Regions from separate parts of the Mus musculus genome. Here regions 2 and 3 are each linked to region 1. The links are chromatin contacts, called in public Hi-C maps. All regions are on one chromosome and are shown on one strand. Each heading gives the region's core, a stretch centred on a gene start, on an enhancer-like site or on the middle of the called end of the contact. The rest is flanking DNA. Distances are from core to core; before and after follow the strand shown.

Region 1 (4,869 bases), core at 2,226-4,725:
GAATAAAAAGACAGACAGAGTTGGGAGAAGGCAGCATTCTGGCCAGTAATCTCAGAGGGTCTGGTGTTTTGAGTTTGTTGTTGTTGTTGTTGTGATGGTGGTGGTGGTGGTGGTGGTGGTGGTAGTGGTTGTAGTTGCTGCTGCCATTTCACTTCTGAGACCTGCCAATCACCTGAGCAAGTCCTTTCTCTCTCCCTGAGCTTATGCTGGTCTCCTGGGGTGGAGACTGTAATTCTTCACCTGCTCAAACTCGGCTGAGGAAGGGCAGCATCCATAGTGTATAACCTTAAGCGATGTAAAGGGACCCCTTGCCCTTCTCCTCAAAACATGTAAAAATGATTGTGTTGTGGATACAGATCCCTGGCTGGCACCAATGGAGGCTATTTTGGGAGGCGTGGTTACTAAGAAACAGTAGGCTCTGGTTGCCTTGGCAACTATGGGTAAGATGGAAGCATGGTACACCAGCCTTCTGTATTCTATCCTTGTCTCTTCACAAAGTGGGCTGTCTGGTGATTCATATATGAGCAAAAGTGTCTCCCAGCAGGGCATTAGCCTGGCTAGCCTGCTCCTGGCCAAAGGGTCCAGATGGGCTCTAGAAGAACATAGTTCCTCAATCCTACAGTCACCGTGAGAAAGTCCAAGACAGCCTCCCAGGGAGGCTGCTTTCTGCTTCTCTCCTTGGGATGGCCCTGATATAATGATGCAAATACCATATGCAGAAATAAGGGCTAGCTGATAGAGCAGCGGCTCTAATGCTCCCTAATGCTGCAGACCTTTAATACAGCTCTTCATGTTGTGGGAACCTCAACCATAAAATTATTTCATTGTTACCTCATAAGTGTAACTTTGATAGTTATAGATTGTAGTATAAATATCTGATATGCAGGATATCTGAGATGCAATCCCCAAAATGCCAAAACCCACAGGTTGAGAACCACAGCAATAGATCAAGTAGGAACAGTTACATGAGGTGGACCAAGGACCCCTAGTGGCAATGTGCCCTTCCAAATTCAAGTGATTGGACCTCCATTTGCATTGAGTAGATGGAAATGATATTAATAGGTATACATAGCAGGTATGGCTATACACCTGGATATGTCTATCTGTTTCATGGGTCTGTTGTAAAGGCAAATGAGAGATTATACACTATTCCCACCAAAACAGGAAAATAGATTTCTCTAAAGGAATGATAGTTCCAACTAAGATTTCTCCTTCTCTTCTCTCTCTATACAAATGCACACACATGTGCCCATGCACTAAGGCTAAGACAAAGTTTTTGAGTTTCAGATCAGCTTGTGGAAGGCCCTGTCCCAAAGAAAAATGGGGGGGTGATGAACAACAGACAGACTCGGGCACAAATGGCAGTTCTATTCTTTGTCTCCAGTGAGTCTTCTTGCACATGCCCACTTAGGAGCCTGCATCCTGATTTTATAAAGAAAGCCTCTTTTGTCCTACAAGGAGCACTCTTCAGATAGGATATGAGGGAGCTGAGGGAGCTGGCTGAGAGAGCTCAGAGTCTAGGATGGAGAAGAGGTAGTTCTGGGGAGCTATTACCCAGCCCAACGCTACATGCTGCCATGAGACATCTTGGCCAGAGTACTGTCCCTCAGACAAGGCCTCCTGGACATGAAGTTCTCAGCTTCTCTGCCCACTCCCTTTTAACTAGAACCACATAAACGTTTCCCTTGTAAAAACTTGGTCACAGTCAAGCAGGTCCTTCCTGCTGAGTGGGGCCCCAAATTCTCTTCTTAGGGACAGTGGCAGAAGCTAAGCTTTGCCATAGTCCTGTCTCACACTGATCTACCTCCACTGCAGTAATCCCTATATTAGAAATATCCCTGCTTCTATTTTAAAAGAGTATTCTATATTCTATATTATGGGATCAGCTAGGTAAGAAAGGGCATCTCAAGGTTTTGATGGTGTCAGATTTAACACACAGGCTTTGCTGATCTTAATCGATCCACTTTATAATCAAGCAAACAATAGCAGCACACATCATTTTGTTAATCCTACTACAAAATAGATCCCAGCACTTGAGGAGCTAAGACAGAAAGATGTCACAAGTTGGAAGACAGCCTGGGCCACATAATGAGCACCAGGCCATCTTAGGCTATAAAGTGAGATCTCGTCTTAAACAAAAGGTGGGTTTGTAAATATGGCTTGATGGTTAAGAGCATTTACTGCTCTTCCAGGGGACCAGAGTTTGATTTCCAGAATATACTTCAAACTTCTATATGCGCAAGAGCATACACACACACACACACACACACACACACACACACACACACACAGACAGACAGAGACAGACAGAGACAGAGACACAGAGAAACAGAGAGAGACAGAGAGAGAGCATATATAGACAAACACATACACATAAATAAAAATAAATATTTTAAAGGAAGGTATGGAACAAAGGAAGGAAGGAAGGAAGGAAGGAAGGAAGGAAGGAAAGAAGGAAGGGAGGGAGGGAGGGAGGGAGGGAGGGAGGGAGGGAGGGAGGGAGGGAGGGAGGGAGGGAGGGAGGGAGGATTACAGACATGGACCAGAGCCTGGAGGGCACCCACTGAAATGTCAAGGTTCTTGTGTACCAGAAAAAAAGCTCTGGACTAAGGACACATGGATAATGATGGATCTTAAAGGCTAACTAAGAAAGAGAAATACTACACACACATTTGTATGAAATGTATATATGCGCGCACACACACACACAGAGAGATTTTTTTTAAAGAGATAAAGAGAAATAAACTCCTGACAGTGGAAGTGGGCCAGAGGGCTGGGAAAGGCCTGAGGCTCACAGGCCTGGACCATGGGTGGCCATGGGTCTCTGTCCTTTCAGGACATTCCCAATGACACCAGCCATTATTCTTCATGTGCTGTTTGGTTATATGGAGCCCATGGTTAGAAGAACCCCCCGCTGTCCTCTGACACTAGGACACTTCCCACTAGTCCTCTGACTCTGTTGCTCTTGATGCCTCTCTCATACATCAAAAGGAAAGGAAGTGGGAAGAGGAAGGGGAGGCAGAGGGGGGGACGGAGAGGATGCTCCAGTCAGACTTGCACTGGAGGGAAGTATGCACCAGAAGGTTGCAAGCCTTGGTTGGCAAGGCCTGTGGTAATGAACATGGCCAGGACACGAACCAAGCTCTTTAGCCACAAATCCTCACTGCCCTCTTCTTCTGCTGGCTCTACCCCAGGGTCAGGGCGGCAGCAGTGACTCAGACTTTAGCAGGAGGGATACTGCGGATGCTATCATAGCCTGTAATTACAAGCTGGAACAGCTATGACTTCAATACCATATTTAATTTTTTGTGCAAATACTTGGCTTTTTCATTGCATCTGAATAAAAATGCCCATTACCCTAACCAGATACCTAGAATTAGAAAATAAGACATTTTTTTAAAGACTTGAAACATCTACCGGTGTATAATTACTCACTGCCTACAGACTATACTTTTAAAAATAGTCGCAAGGAGCATGAATAATTGAGCTGGCACAAGTGCTCCTACATTAGAGCAGCATTGTGTCTCAGTCCCACAATTAACAAATTCCCTTCTTGACTGAGGCTGGAATGCCCATAGAGAGTAGCTGGATCCCAGGATCCACCACAGAACAAGGTAAATGGAAGCAGAGTTTGATTCAATAGCACGCAGGAGCTGGCAGCATAAAAGCACCGTCCTGGACCATCCACAAGGTAGCGTGTGAGTTAGGGGAAGCACACTGAAGGGTGCAGGCAGTCACCCCCTTGAAGCAACATGAGAAATTTTAAGGGAAGAGAAACCCTAGGACCAAAACAAACAGCAAGAGTGAAGCAGAGGCTGCCTCCGGTGGCATCCGAAGCTGTGTCTCAGGCAGCCAAGAAGACAAAGCTAGCCCGTTCCCACAGCCCAGAACACTCCTAACACTGGACAGGGGCTCAGACCAAAGGCGTGACCAGAATGGGGTGGGACTAGGAATGTGGCTCAGTTAAAGTGCTGCCATCCAAGCCTGAGGACTTAAATTTGGTGTGGTGGCACACATTGTAATCCGACCCAGGGAAGCGAAGACAGGCAGATCCCTGGGGTCTGCTTGCCAAACTGCCTAACTTAACCTCTGAGCACCAGGCCAGTAGGAGACTATGATATCCTGAGGACCTCTGGCGCGCGCGCGCGCGCACGCGCACACACACACACACACACACACACACACACACACGGAAGATTAAAACTGATTTAAGTTGGGTCTTTCACATATAGAAAACACAATAAGCATTAAGTAACAGCCACAGCAGCCACAGCTGACAGAAACATCAAAGTAAGGTCTCTGCAGGCAGAGAATTCAGACAATCCACTGGTGTTTCCGTTAAACAGTCCACCAACTGTTCTTTCTGAAAATCTTGGGGGAGAACCATCAAATCTGTGCTGGGGAGTCTGGAAAATAAAACTACGTAAATGACCAGAGAGCAGCACCAAGGTGTGTTATGATGAAGGCTGATGGTGGTTTCAACTCTGATGTTGGGGTAACGGACTAGGATGCTACAGCCTAAAGGATAACCAATGAGAAACAGCAAAGAGGGGCAGAGGAGTGCCCTCTCTCTCTCTCTCTCTCTCTCTCTCTTTGGTTTTCGAGACAGGGTTTCTCTGTATAGCTCTGGCTGTCCTGGAACTCACTTTATAGACCAGGCTGGCCTCGAACTCAGAAATCCTCTGCCTCCTGAGTGCTGGGATTAAAGGCGTGCACCACCACACCTGACTTCCTCATTTATTTTTATTTTATGTGTGTGGGTGTTTTGGCTGCATGCTCATGTACAGGCCACAGAGGCTGGAAGAGGGCACTAGATCATACGGATCTGTAGTTAAAGACATTTGATAGCCAGCGTTTAGGCACTAGGAA
Region 2 (4,198 bases), core at 1,054-3,553, 340 kb before region 1:
CAACAGAGAGATTACGGCAGACTTTTTACATGGGTGCTGGGGATTGAAATCAGGTCCTCGTGCTTGTATGATAAGCACTTTACTCATCTTAAGCACTAACCATCATCTTAGCTTCCTATTTTAGGTTTTTCTGAGATCCAGTTACCTATAGACCAGGCTGACCTCAAACATTCTATGTAGCTAAAGATGGCCTTGAACACCCTCCCCCCACCCAGCCCCCATTCTCTTGCCTCTACTTTCTCAGTGCTAAGATTACAGAGGTGAATCACCATACCAGGGTACTGCTGTTCTTTTAAAACAAGGTCTCCAAGGCTTGAGATCATGGCTACTCCGCCAAAGTCCATAAAAACATATAGCCAAGTCATTTCAAAATTAATTTGTAACTGGAAGATCACAATGTTCCTTTTGAAAGCCCATTATACTATCACCAGGAAAAAGAACTTGTAAGATCTGTAATAATGATTATCTAATTATCATGCTCCAGTGCATGGGTGGAAAGAGTGGTTAGCTGGCTCTACTCTCCTAGCTTTGGGTCTGTGGACGTATGAAGAAGTAAATTTACCTACTGGCTTGAAGAACTTTTTTTTTTTTTTTTTGACCCAGAGGCCAGTTTTATTATCTACAAGAGAAAGGGTTCTCTTCAGTCATCAAAGACTCTTCCTGTCTTAATCCAAGTCAGAGGGGCTTCTCCCCAGAAGGGCAGACATTTTTGGACCCCTGCGCTGGGTGAAGTGCATGCAATTTTGGCCAGGCCAGGGCTGTAGCCTACCTGCATATTTACCTTGACACCCCAGGGAGCTCTACAGTTCACTATTCAGGGGCATTACACTCTAGCTTCCATAAGTACAAGTTTTCAAATTTAAAAATTCAATATGCTTTTTAGCATTTTTTTGTTGTTGTTTTCAAGACAAGTTTTCTCTGTGTAGCTCTGGTTGTCCTGGGACTCATTCTCTAGACTTAGGTTAGCCTCAAACCCTCCTGCCTCTGTCTCTCCCCAGAGCTGGCATTAAAGACCTATGAGGCCACCACCCTACTTGACATCTTTAGAAGTGGGGGGAAAATCCCATTCAGTTAGGAGCAAGTGTGTTCTCTCACTTGTTTAGCTGCTCATTTCAAAGTGTTCATAATCCCCTTTGCATTTTTTCACTTCCGGTAAATTTTCCCTAGTCTCAACCGGCTTGCAATACCCGTAGGATTCTTCCCGTGAATATGACAAGAGCTTGTTTGGATTATTCAGCTGCTGGAAGATTGGGTCCACTCCCAGGGTTTTGGTCATTGCGAACATTCTGAATAGCCCTGCTGTAAACATCTCCACGCAAAGTCCTCCTCTTTTCGGATCATTTCCTTACACTTGGACTTCCTTAAATGGCCTTACTGGGTCAAAGGGGCTCTGTGAACAGTTTTATAGCTCTTGGCACATAGTTTTCCGATTGCGCCCTGAGAGGATCTGACCAATGGCTAGGGGGCAAGGAGAGGGCAGGAATGCGGAGAAGCAGCCCCTCTCTTTCACTCTCCAAAAGCAAGGGCCCCGCGGATGCAGAAGCGCTTCCTTATTGCCTCCTGTTCCCTCCGCCTGGCCAGTGTCTAAGGTCTAAGGCCAGGCGGGCACCTTGGTCAGGGAAGGGCACAAAGGTTTCTGAGAGTTTAGGATTTATGACCCGGAGGCAGAAACAACTCCTCCAGGCCTCCCAGCTCCGGGACTCAACAGGATTCAAACGAGTCCCACACTCTTAGCGCGGGCTAGGGGCGCGGCCTCCCCGCCCCCTGGGAGCCCCAGGCGCAGGCCTCAGGCGCACCAGGCCTGGGAAGGGCGCTGACCCGGGGCGCAGCAGTTCGGCGCGGCTTGCATAGCTGCGCGCTGAGTCAGCGGGACACAGCGGGCGGGGGGCGCGGACGTCAACTAGGCCTCTGGGTCCGGCCGGCGACGTGGGACACACGACGGGGACCACGGGGCACCGCGCTGCCATCCGTCCCGCCTCCCAGTCCCGCGAACCGGCCCGACGAGGCAGGGAGACTAGCCAGGCGGCGGGAACGGAAAAGAAGCCTGGCTGCTCAGCCCGGTGGCGGGGCGTGGCCGGAGGCCAGGGGCGGGGCGTGCCGCGGGGCCGCGCCGGGGTGGGCGGGGCGGGGCCGGGCCGCGCGCAGCCGACCGCGGGCGGAGGGGCTTGTGGGTAGCGGCGGCGCGCGGCCGAGTAGGGACGCGGCTCCGACTGCGTGTGAGGGGAGCGGGCGTGTGGGCGCGCGAGGCGGCCGGCGGCGATATGCGGGTGGACGGGCGACGGCCCTAGCGGCCTGAGCCCCGAGGGCGGGGTGGTGCGGCGCGGGCGCCCCTTCCCCGCTCCCGCCCGCCGGGTCCTGGCGAGCTCGCTACGGGCCGGGCGGCGCGCGTGCGGCTGAGGGGCGGGGACGCCGTGTGCCTCGCTGCTCCCGGCCGGGCCGGGCGGCTCCTCAGACAGCGGCGCGCGGCGTGCCGGGGCGGAGGTTCCGCGGGCGGCGCTAGGCCCGGCGAAGCGGCATGAGCCGGCCCCCGCCGACGGGGAAAATGCCCGGCGCCCCCGAGACCGCGCCGGGGGACGGGGCGGGCGCCGGCCGTCAGAGGAAGCTGGAGGCGCTCATCCGAGACCCTCGCTCGCCCATCAACGTGGAGAGTCTGCTGGTAGGTGCGGGCTAGGGAGGGAACTCCCCGCCCTGCCTGGTCCCCCCTCGGCCCACCCGCCCCGCTTCCGGCTGCCCGGGGAGCTGGAGACCCAGGTTCCAGAGTGGAGACCCCACCTGGGATTCTCGGGTCCACCTCCCTGCCGAGCGAGTGTCATCTCGGCCGCCCCCGTTCTTGGAGCGCGCAGGGAGGAAACACCCCTGGTCTCCTTCCCGCCTACCCAGTTGGTTTGGGGCGGAAAGGTGGAGGATTGGCTGTGCTTCCTACACTGGGCTACCCAATTTGAAAGTGTCACGCAGTGTGGGAGCTAGGGTGAAAACCCAGGGAGAAAGAAACCCGACGCTCTTCCTATTGGGAGTACCACCGGGGGCACACGACAAAGAGCTCGTCAGGAAGCTGGGAACGCACAGCTAGCTCAAGTTTGCTGCTTTCAGTTGCTCTTGGACATTCCATAGTAGCTATTTAGTACATTTGAATTTATGTAAATTAAATTTCCGGAGATTGTTGCTCTGAAGCCAAGAAATGAGTCTGAATTGTAGAATGGGATAAATCTCTCCCCTTCATCTTGTCTTTCCCATAGCATTCAAAATCCAAATTAAGAGCCTTGGAAAAGGCAGCTAACTGGAGCTCGGTTAAGAAAAGAACACGATTTACAATAAATGCCATGTAGAATGCTGGTATACTTCTGGTCGTGTTGAGGGAAGCGATTATGCTTGGCAAACGAATTTGATTAGTGTGCACCTAGAGTTGCATTTATGGGAAAAAGTGGTGTGAACGTGTACCCTGAGGAGAAGTCGGAAAAAAAAAAGATACTCCGGCTATTAGCTTTGGAGGTCTAGACTTAGGGTGGGTGATCAGGCATTCTGTGCCAAAAAGCATGTCAGACCTGAGCTCTGCTAGGAGAAGCCTAGTGACTCTGTGATGAGAAAAACTGTCTCCTCCCTTTCCACTGACTAACTTTTCTTCTGAGGCCGTTGGTTATCCTTTGAGGTTTCTGGAATCATTTGCAGAGTGACTCAGTTCTGTTTGGCCACAGCGCAGGAACTGACTAGAGTGTGGGTATCGCTCTATAGGATGTGTAAATATAGAGATTTTGACTTTTGGGGGCGGGGGGAGTGTTTTTGTTTGGTAGTGGGTTCCTGTGTTCTTGTGGGACGTATTTTGGAAGTCTTCAGAGCAGGATTGCTTGGAGTTCATAGCCTTTTTGTAGATAAAGCAAAGCTTCTCTGGTGTCACTGCCAGGATTTTCACTTTGGTATTTTGCTAGCAAAACTTTGATCCTAGGCCAGAAAGTTCAGTTAAAAATAGTCTCTGTAAATCTCAAGTATTCACCAGGATCATTTTCAATCCCAGATAGAAATGTTTTTACATTTCACAGTCATCTCTTGTATTATTAGTGATGTTAATTATCATTATCAGGGTCATTTTGAGCTTGGAACCAAGTTGTTTATACCTGTGACATGACTATTTTGTTTTATTAAAATATTACCTAAATTATTACACGTGGCCAGTAACAGTTCCTTCATTGAGTGCTTCATACAC
Region 3 (4,515 bases), core at 1,272-3,771, 390 kb before region 1:
CTATGAACCAGTGTCTATCCAAGGTCTCAGTGGGGGACTGGTATGAATTGTAGAGTAGTTAGCTTTGTTCCCCCCTAGGGTTTTGAGGTGCTACTCAAGGCCTCTCACATGCCAGGCAAGTGTGCTTCTACTGAGCTACATCCTCAACCCTTTCAAAATTTTATTTTGAGACAGAATCTCACAACGTAGTCCAGGCTAACCTCACACACTCAATCCTCCTGCCTCAGCCTTCAGAGTGCTGAGAGAGAAGCTAGCCATGCTCACACCATGACTTCCCACTTCTAGGCTCCCGAAAGTAGGAGGGAAATAAATGCTTGTTTTAAGTCAACTAGTGTGTGGTAATTTATTATGACAGTCCCCAGACATTAACTTAATTCTCACCTGTACCCCCTGGCTTTGTCTCACCGTGAGGCACAGCCTGACCCACAGACCTCTAAACAGCAAATACACACAGAATGAACTCCTGGGACCTGAGAATGGATCTGAAGCAAAAGGATCAACACTCAGCATGCTCCACAGATATCCACTCAGTACTACCCTCCCTGGGTGGTACCACTCAGCCTGACCAGACCCAACCCAATCTCTCCAGAGCTACCCAAGTTAGAACAAGGCTCAGCCTTCGCGCAGCACCAGGGACAACCCGGTCACAGGGCTATCCCCATCCGTACTTTGCTGGTCAACATTCTACTCGTCTTCAAGTTGCAGCTCCCACGGCAATGTCTGCAGGACGTGTACTTGCCTCCATCCCGTATCACTGCATCGCTTATCTTTCTCACTGATGCTACAATATCCCAGACAGAAGCAACCTGAGCCGGGAACAGTTTATTTTGGCCTATAATTGGAGGGTACAGTTGACCCATCACGGCAGGCAGGGGAAGGCATGGAGGCGACAGGAACATGAAGCCCTGGGTCACACTGTGTGTGTTGTGACCAAAGTCAGGAAGCAGAGAGAGATGAGTGCTGCTGTTCAGCTGTGTCAGGTCCAAAAGAAACTGCAGAATGGCTCACTGCGGTGCCTATTAGTGTGCCACAATGTTTGCTGGCCCCAGACTCACTCGATACCTGAAGCTCTGCTCTCAGTTCTTCTCACCCAGTCCCCTCTCCTAAACTCCAGCTCCTGGGCTTCTTGTCCCACAGCTTCTCATTCCTATATAACGCTGCCCCTTTGGCCATGTATTTTCTTTGCTCTCTGTCCCCTCTTTTGGCCCTCTCTTACCTTTTCCTCTTTCACCTGCCCCCCAACTCCTCTCATGGCCCAGTTCAGTCTGCTGGCCATGTTTAATCTGTTTTTTCCTCTCCCTGCTCTGGACTCTTACAGGAGGCTCTGGCTACACCTCCCTCACATCTACAAGGAAAATCTTTTCAACCATACCTTGGAACAACCAAGGGTTTCTCTTTATAGCCCTGACTGTCCTGGAACTCACTTTGTACACCAGGCTGGCCTCGAACTCAGAAATCCGCCTGCCTCTGCCTCCCGAGTGCTGGGATTAATCACCTTGGTTTTTTGAGAAAGGGTTTCTCACTGGTCTGGAACTTGCTGGCTTGACTAGCCTGGCTAGCCAGTGAACCCTAGGGATCCTCCTATCTCTCTCCAGTGCTGGGAATACAAGTGTGCACCATGTCCCATCTTTGTATGTGTTTCTGGGGACTGAACTCAGGTCTTCACAAATGTATGGCAAGCACTTTACCATATGAGCCATCTCCCCAGCCCTGAATGACATTTTTAAAAGAAAATAAAGAAAGGTTGTTTGCATACTTCGAAATTCCCAAAGGATCTTGTTACTCCACCCCCATGATTAATCCCTTCTCCAGTAAATGAGGCTAATCACAAGCAACAAAAAAGGCTCCCGCGTGCCGTAACCTGACACATTCAGAACATTCTAGTCATTTTAAAGTTAAGTCCAGAGTCCCCTGCATTTTTTTGTGTATGAATGTGTACTGAATTATAAATAGAAGTGGAAAACAGTAAGAGCATGTGAACTCAGTTGGCGGGGGCCCCGGATTTAGACCCCCCAAATATAGCTGGCTGACGAGCCACCATGGGCAGCTTTTAGAAAGAAAAAGTCCAACTCAGCTCATCATTTTATCCATTCTGAGCAACCATCCTGAAGAGTTAGTCAATAGTACATTTTTTCACTTTATTTTTTCCTCCAAGTGTGTGGCTTTTTCTTTAAAAAGAGATGAGAATCTCAGGCACAGATAAATATATACACAGGCATTTGGCTATAATACAATTCTCTATAGGCAGATTTGTCTCATGTCTGTGGGGTTGGTTTAAATCTGGAAGCTTCCGGAAGGCCTTAGTCTCATGCTCCTTTTCCCATAACTTAAGCTGGTGGCAGGAGTCCTGAGAAGAGAGTGAGATAGACAGAAAGTGAAGCTCAGACAGAGGGGGGGGGGCGGGGGGGGCGGGGGGTTCTCCCCTTGGGGATGCTGTCATTTATGACCACCGCAGCCAGCCGAGCAGTTCCAGAGTGTTCCCAGCATTCTCCCAGTGTTGTTCCACCTACAGTTCTTTCCTTGCTCACTCTGCTCCAAACCCCACACAGCTTCCAAGAGCCAGCCCCACTACCGGATATGACAGGCCTGATTAGAGTCAATTCAGGCATTTCCCAGTGTGCAGTTGGCCCGTGTTTAAAATGTCAGCCACAGCTCCAGCCTTTCCCGTAGGTATGTCATTAATGAGGGGTTAGATTTCTAAACTAGACCATACATGTTTATCTTAGTTTCTTTTTACTTCCACTGTGATAAAATACCCTGACAAACCAACTTAAGGGAGAAAGAATTTTTTTTTTTCTGATTCACAATCCGAGGTACAGTCCATCCTGGAGGGAAATCTATAAAACAGGATCTTCAAGTAGCTCTTCACATCCACAACAGGAAGCAGAGAGATAAATGCCTGCCTCTGCTCGTTCCTTTTCTTAATTAATTAATTAATTAATTAATTAATGTATTTAATGTGCATTGGTGTTTTGCTGGAATGTGTCTGTGTGAGGTTGTCAGATCCCCTGAAACTGGAGCTACAGTTTTGAGCTGCCATGTGGGTGCAGGGAGTTGAACCCCGGTCCTCTGGAAGAGCAGCCAAGAGCACTTAACCTCTGAGCTATCTCTCCAGCTCCCCTCCTCCGCTCATCTTTCTCTATTTATACAGGCTAGGATCCCACAGGAATGGTGCCACCACAGAAGTCTTCCAACCTTCCATAATATTGGGCTGTATGTAAGCCTGTAAGGCATTCTCTTAATTAGTGATTGATGGGAGGGTGAAGCCCATTGTGAGTGATCCCAAGTTCTATAAGAAAACTGAGCAAGCTATGGAAAGCAACGCTCCTCCATGGCTCCACATCAGCTCCTGCCTCCAGGTTGTGCCGTACGTAAGTTCCTGTCCTCCCTACTTTTGATGATGAACTGCTTTATGGAAGCCTAAGCCAAATAAACCCTCTCCTCCCCAAGATGCTTTTGGTCATGGTGTTTCATCACAGTGATGGTAACTGTAAGACATACACATAAATTAAAAATAAAATAAATCAAGCTGGAGAGATGGCTCAGCAGTTAAGAGCACTGACTGCTCTGCCAGAGGTCCTGAGTTCAGTTCCCAGCAACCACATAATGGTTCACAACCATCTATAATGGGATCCGATGCCCTCTTCTGGTGGGTCTGAAGACAGCTGCACTGTACTCAAATGCATAAATAAACAAATAAATCTTTAAACTATATAAATAAAATCAAATAAACAATTTTTTAGAAAGCCCAATGAGCACATGTGGTTATAGGCTGGTTCTCAACTGTCCCCTGTGCTGCAAACAGTACAGTAATCCCAGAGATGGGACAAGGGCTGCTCGGAGGGACTTCAGCACAGACTTGTACTCCCTGTAGCGTTTGTCAAAGTGGGGTAAGCAGTAGCTCTGAGGATTTTGTGCTGTATCTGAAAAGAGTCTCATCTTACAGAGGTGTAGGACTTTTTGGGAAGAACAAAAGCAAAAACACAGTGGCTTTCCAATGAGCAAAGACTCAGTCACTGCTATGATGTTGCTGTGGGGAGGAGAGAGGAACCTGAGGGATCTATGGGTCTGGGCGATCCTGTTATTGTTGTTGCTTTTAATAATACTAGTAGTGGAGTCAGTATTGTGTGCTTTTCCCAAAGTGTTATATATTTTCACTCATTCGATTTTACGATATCCTCCTGACATTGGACAGCCTTGGGGATTCAATGAATTCTAATGAAACTGGGGCTCAGAAAAGAATTTCTGGCTACATAGGAGTCCAAAGGAAAATCAGGCTTGATTTTCAGACTATGTAATACTAAGAACGACTGCATCATGAGTATCCCAGCAGGCAGCCATGGCTCTCTATAAAGAGGAGACTCAACACCACATCCATCACCACAGCCATCATACCCACACCACAACCACCTCCCTCAGTAACACTACCATCATAACCATCACCTCCCAGAGAGTGATGAAAGGACTTTACAAAACTGTAGCTAGGGTCAAGGGAACCCATGCAGGGACAGTGAT

What was found. A called contact is a pair of places that touch in the nucleus more often than the background predicts.
Region 2: a contact with region 1 is called in a Hi-C map of cortical neurons. The contact joins the promoter of Rock2 here to the enhancer-like site in region 1. A contact is called at or near these places in 2 of 39 promoter capture datasets (cranial neural crest and hippocampal neurons), 2 of 484 Hi-C or Micro-C datasets (cortical neurons and muscle stem cells) and 1 of 115 datasets of contacts at active chromatin or transcription factors (pancreatic cancer cells).
Region 3: a Hi-C map of cortical neurons shows a contact between it and region 1. The contact joins two enhancer-like sites. A contact is called at or near these places in 2 of 484 Hi-C or Micro-C datasets (both in cortical neurons).

The regions. Positions count from the first base shown.
Region 1 is chr12:17,227,671-17,232,539 of GRCm38.p6, forward strand. It overlaps Gm36568 (a long non-coding RNA gene), which reads right to left and starts at 383. Exons shown (of 3, transcript XR_381307.1): 1 at 241-383. Within about 2 kb of position 3,476, at least 17 of the 459 cell types and tissues checked have an H3K27ac peak or open chromatin away from gene starts, as enhancers often do. A contact at or near this core is called in cortical neurons and muscle stem cells, where this site is marked.
Region 2 is chr12:16,892,675-16,896,872 of GRCm38.p6, forward strand. Rock2 (Rho-associated coiled-coil containing protein kinase 2) reads left to right here and starts at 2,304. Exons shown (of 33, transcript NM_009072.2): 1 at 2,304-2,656. The coding sequence starts at 2,516.
Region 3 is chr12:16,842,835-16,847,349 of GRCm38.p6, forward strand. It overlaps Gm36495 (a long non-coding RNA gene), which reads right to left. Exons shown (of 2, transcript XR_381304.3): 2 at 2,071-2,347. Among named protein-coding and RNA genes, the nearest start is that of Gm36495, 5.8 kb to the right of the region's middle. Within about 2 kb of position 2,522, at least 36 of the 459 cell types and tissues checked have an H3K27ac peak or open chromatin away from gene starts, as enhancers often do. A contact at or near this core is called in cortical neurons, where this site is marked.